Regions from separate parts of the Rattus norvegicus genome. Here region 1 is linked to region 2. Evidence: chromatin contacts called from public Hi-C data. All regions are on one chromosome and are shown on one strand. The core of a region is the stretch at or near the end of the contact, and the rest is flanking DNA. Distances in the headings are between cores, read along the strand shown.

Region 1 (2,805 bases), core at 164-2,663, 180 kb after region 2:
TCTGAAAAGTTGTTCCGAACGTGCCCGCTTCCTAGCTAAACCAGGCCATCTCCCACCTTGCTCACCTGAGTTTGGGTAAGGCCCAGGGAGGCCGCCAGCTCGGCTCGCTCAGGCAGGGCCAGATACTGGGTCTTCTGGAAGCGTCGCTGAAGGGCGGCCAGCTGGAAACTGGAGTAGATGGTGCGTGGTTTCCGGACTTTCTTTGGCTTCCCGTTCACAATTCGGATTTCAGGCTCAAGGTCTTCCTTGTCTGCAACGAAAATGAATGGTGAGTACCCACCGTCCAACCTCTTAAAGTTCAGAGCCAGAGCCTGGAGGAGGCCTTCACAACTTCAGCACGCACAGACTGGCCGGGCCACGGAACCCTGCAAGGGACCGGGGAGACTTGTGCAAGAGAGAAAGAAGAGGCGGGTAGCAAAGCGATGCGCTACTCACAACACGCCAATTGGCCCAACAGCCCTCAGGCTCTATCCCCCGGAGCGTGGAGAGACAGAGAAACTGTGATTCGCGCGCAGCTGGAGATTGGGCAGAGTTCAGGAACAAGAGATGGACAGAGTGCAAGACTAGAGCTCCGGACTCCCGTACCCCACGCTTATCCCGTCCCTCCCGGTGGCCAGGGCGACTTGGTCACCCTAGAGGCTAGTTTATGCTTACCGGGCTCGTTGTTGACTGGGGACGAACTGGTTCCGTAGGGCGCGTAGGAAGTGTACGCGGCGGTGTAGCCCAGGTCGTAGCTGCTTTTGGCGGAGTAGGAGACGTTGTTGAGGCCGCTGGCGTGGTACTGGTAGGAGCCCATGTGCGCGTAGGGCGAGGCCCCCCCGCCGCCGCCACCCGCCGGGTGCTGCTGGTTGGTGTAGTAGCTGCTGTCGGTAGCCGTGGACACCGGCAGGGTTGGCGACTCCTGGGGCTTGTGCAGGTTGCTGTTGCTGCTGCTGCTGTTGCTGCTGCCGCCAGAGCCCGCGCCCGCACCGCTCGGGGGCTGCTGGTGCTGGTGGTACGTGCTGGAGGCTGTGATCTGGGTCGAGTGCATATCAGCCACCAGACTGTCAAAGACTCCAGTCATCCTGACCCGGGACAGGAAAGAGCACGGGTGGCGGGCGAGAGGGGGTTGCAAGGCGCCTCCTCCGTCTATTTCTCCAGGTCCCTTCCAGCAGCCAATGTAATTACGGGGAGGGGGGAGGGAGAGGAAAACAAGAAATGAGGCTACGGTCTAGGCGCCTCCTCCCCTGGAGGAGGCGATCACCGTGCGTGGCTCGGGACCGCAGCTGCTGGCTGCATCCTTCCCCGGCCTCTCGGCTCCTGGCCCGGCTCGGGCGGGGGGCGGGCAACGGAGGGGGCAAGAGCGGTCAGGCCCGGTAGGGGCTCCAGAAGGCGGGAGCAGGTGAGCGACCCCCGAGCAGCTTTACGATTGTCTGCCGGGCAGGCTCCTGCAGGGTGGGCATTTAACACTTGTCACGTGACCGCAAGCAACGTCACCTAGCAACAGCCAATCAGAAGGAATGGGCCGCGGGGCGCCGAGAGTCCGCGACCCCGCGGCCCGGAGGCCCGGGGACCCGCGTGTCACGTGGCGGGCAAGGCGACCGCGGTGTGTGTGTGTGTGTGTGTGTGTGTGTGTGTGTGTGTGTACAACCACTGCAGAAAGTGGGTACCGGATTTAGAGCTGGATGGGGTGCAGGATGGCTCGCAACAGGACGGAAGGCGTCTGGTCTCCGGGAAAGAAGTGGGGTCTCCCATGTCACTCTGCTAGCAAGAGCCAAGTCTAAGGATTTACATCTCTTGTCCGAGGTCACCTTAATCAAATAAAGCCAGGCAGAGGGCCGAGCCAGCTCTGTCTCCTTTTTCTCCAGACACTTTCCCTAGAGGTGCCTGGCTGGCACTTACTCTTGTCAGCCACTCTGCACCTGATGGTCAATTGATTTAAATTATCCATAAACCGCGTATAATAACATGTGCTTCCCAACCTACCCACAGAGATATTACGACAATTAATTGGATAATATTTAACGTTTTTCCTTGTTGCTTGAGAGAAGAGCTCTATAAGCCCAAAGGTATTATTACTAGTAATGTATTTGAAATCACTTTTCCTCATACACATAAAGGCCTAATGACGCACATCTGAACCTCTGGCTGGGAACTGATTCTGAGGTTTCCTCCTTGGGAAAGGTAGGCCAGACTAGACAGTCTTCAAAGTCGTTTGAATCGGTGTTTTTATGAAAAGGGAAATTGAAAAAAAAAATACTGAAGTAATGTTAGAGACTTATCAAGATTTTTTAAATCCCAGTATGTTTCCTTGATAATATAACCAATAATATAAAAAATTTTATTTCGTGTACTTTATTTTACATTTTCATGTTTTAGGATCTTACTCCGCTGTTTTAATTCATTCTCATATTCATATATTCTTTCTCTCTATCTCTATCTCTATCTCTATCTCTATCTCTATCTATCTCTATCTCTATCTCTATCTCTATCTCTATCTCTATCTCTATCTCTATCTCTATCTCTATCTCTATCTCTATCTCTATCTCTATCTCTATCTCTATCTCTATCTCTATCTCTATCTCTCTCCCTCCCTCCTCTCTCTCAAGTCCAAGTGAAGAATTCCCCTCTCTGGTGACTGGGATTTTTCAGTAGAAAGATAATGGACTCGTCGTGGTGGTGGACTCCCCAATGAAGATTTAGCGGTAGCGCCTGCTTTGTTGCGCCACCTGGTGGACAGTGTACGAGGTTGTTACAGGCCTGGTAGACAGTCTAATCACGCCCAGGCGCCAGCCTCTGAAACCCCCCAAAAGAACAAAATAGTAA
Region 2 (2,700 bases), core at 101-2,600:
CCAGGAAAACCTCATGTCAATCCCCAATATAAAGAAAATCTGAAGATTGGTTGTTACTAAGAGTACAAACAGCCAAGTGTAGAACCTATCACAGCCCTGGGGAGGCAGAAGCAGGTAGATCTCTGAGTTCAAGGCCAGACTAGCCTACAGAGCAAGTTCCAGGACAGCCAGGGTTACACAAGGAAAATCTATCTCGAAAAACAAAACAAAAGGAGATCCTCCACTCATGTTTGTGAGAAGATCATTTCTCAAAGTTAGAGCTTGAAGAGGAATAACAATTATGCTCTTTGCATTCTTTCCTTGATATAAAATTCTTTAACTTACCTGTAGGAATATGTTTCTCAGCTCATGAGGATCACCTCGTTTGGTTGTGTGCACCTATGGGGTAGGGGTGGGGGGATGACTGGTTAATGCTTAGCTAGAAACCACACAATCTCTTTAGATTATAGTTTACATCTGTTAACAACACGATTATCTTTTATATGGGCATTTAGTCTAAAAACAACCCCTAAGCTTAATTGCTGATAACACCTGTCAAACTGGAGATCTACGGCTAAGGGGTGGGAGAAAGGGGCGTGAATAATCCAAGATAGAGCAATTTACAGATGGTATTTCCTGTGAGCTGGAAACGGAAACCAATATAATCGTTGACTTTATTCCACATCTACTGGCAATACAGTAGTAAGCACCAAGCTACAAATTTAGAGAGCCTCAAGAGTGGAGCAACAGGAGATGTAAAACAGTCAAATAGCCGGGCCTAGCAGCCTTTCTTGTGGAAAGCAGAAACCGTACATGTCATCTTGGCGACCCTTTCTCCATTCGAACTAAACCTTGAGAGAGCTACCACAAATACGGATACTTTCGACACCCGGCACCCTGCCAGGCAAATGTCAACCAGTGCCCTGGGCTGTATTGAGGCCCAAATGACAACACCCACCCCCTCCCCCACCTCGGATGCCCTGGGTATCCCCGGCTTTTCTGCCCGCTTGCTCTCAGTCCCTCTCCAACGCTCTCCAACTCTGTGCTCACAATCCCACGTACCTAGGACAAAACCCTACTCTTTTCCTCCTCCCGACCAGGGTCCTCAGGAACCCCTCCAACTCACGATCCTCCTCCTTCCCCTCCCCCAGCCGGGCATCCTCTTCCCTCCGGTCCAAGCCCAGCACAGCTCTCCACCCGCAATCTAGAGCCCCGGGACACACTGGCTAAGAACCAGGCAAAGAAAGCAACTGAAAGAGGCGGGGGCTGCACTCGGGGCCCTCAGAACGTCTCTTATGCAATAAAAGCAGCAGCAGAGAGTTGGAGTCACCTTGACCGCCATGCTGTGCTCGGAAGCCGGGAACGAGCGAGTGAGCGAGCAGGGCCGAGCTGTCAGGGCGCGCGCGCGCCACGGCCCGGGGCCGCGCCCGCGCTCCCTCCTGTCGCAGCGCCGCGCCCGTCTATATGCAAATGAACTAGAGCGCGGCGGCAGTGCGCACCGAGAGGCCTCGGTCTGTCCATCTGCGGACCGGCGGGGTTGTCGCGCCTCTTGCGGGGGGACACCTGAGCTCCGGCCACTGGATTCCGACGCGCAGCGCCAGCCGGGCTCCTCAGGGTCAGCCCCAAGTCCCAAGGCCTGGCAGTGGGTGTGGCTTTGGGCACCGGCTTCAGCCAAAGTCGGTTCCCTCTTGGGGCTTAAAGAAACACTTGAGGCCTGTATTGAGCAAGGTTTGGAAGCTTATGAAAGCTTGTCCCATTAATAATGCGTTTATGACAGCCAGTGACAAATACTGTCAAGAAAAGGGATTAGGAACTACCTAGTTAGTTTCTTTTTAAAGGGAAAACCTAAGTAAACATAACTTCAGAAATATGCTCCTGACTCGATTCACTTTCTTAGCCACCCAAATCCTTTGTGCAATGTGTATAGAAAACAACTTCATTTATCTTGGAGCTGGTACTTACTGTGCTGGCCCTTTCTTCTACAGGAAACAATTCTTCACTGAATTCCCAGCTCTGCCTTAAGCCAAAATAATGTCTCTAAAACTGAATCCTGCCATTAAGATATGTGAGGGCCAGGCAAGTAGCTTAAGTTGGTGGAGTGCCTGACTAACATGCCGGAAGCCCCGGGTTCCATCCCCCGTAGCACATAAACTCCTCTTCTCCTCTTCGGCATAGTACTGTTCGTTTATAATCCCTACACTTAGGAAACGGAAGCAGGACAAGCAGAATGTCATCATCCATCGGCTGCATAAGAGTTAGAGGCCAGGCTGGGATGCATAAGATGAGTCTTCAAAGAACAGAAAAACTAAAAGAAAAGAGGAGAAATAAGAAATGGGAAGGGAGGGAGGGAGGGAAGGAAAGAAGAGGGAGCAGGGATCTGAGGTAATAGCTCAGTCTGAGGACCCTCAGAACTCATTAAAGATAGAAAGATAACCAACTCCTATTTTCCACATTTCAGCTAAGCAGGTGCGCATGTGCACTCTAGTAAATAAAATTTAAAATCGTTAAAAAAAAAAAAGGGGGGGAAGATCCTATTAGGTCATATATTGATATTCACCTAAATATTTACTAAAATCCTCCATGTGCTAGACATGGCCCTATTTGTAAATACACACACACACACACACACACACACACACACACACACACACATATATATGCATATGAAGTGTGTATTAGCAGTTTATTTATTGCAAGGACCTTCTTTGCCACCATTATGTC

The links. Hi-C and Micro-C count contacts between places; a contact is called where the count stands out from the background.
Region 1: a contact with region 2 is called in a Hi-C map of Schwann cells, with 3 times the contacts expected there. The contact joins the promoter of Dlx2 here to the promoter of Slc25a12 in region 2. A contact is called at or near these places in 3 of 12 Hi-C or Micro-C datasets (the A7r5 cell line, Schwann cells and mammary epithelial cells).

What each region holds. Positions count from the first base shown.
Region 1 is chr3:76,779,842-76,782,646 of GRCr8, forward strand. Dlx2 (distal-less homeobox 2) reads right to left here and starts at 1,414. Exons shown (of 3, transcript NM_001191746.2): 1 at 655-1,414; 2 at 66-250. The coding sequence starts at 1,063.
Region 2 is chr3:76,598,186-76,600,885 of GRCr8, forward strand. It overlaps Slc25a12 (solute carrier family 25 member 12), which reads right to left and starts at 1,351. Exons shown (of 18, transcript NM_001399269.1): 1 at 1,310-1,351; 2 at 325-378. The coding sequence starts at 1,321.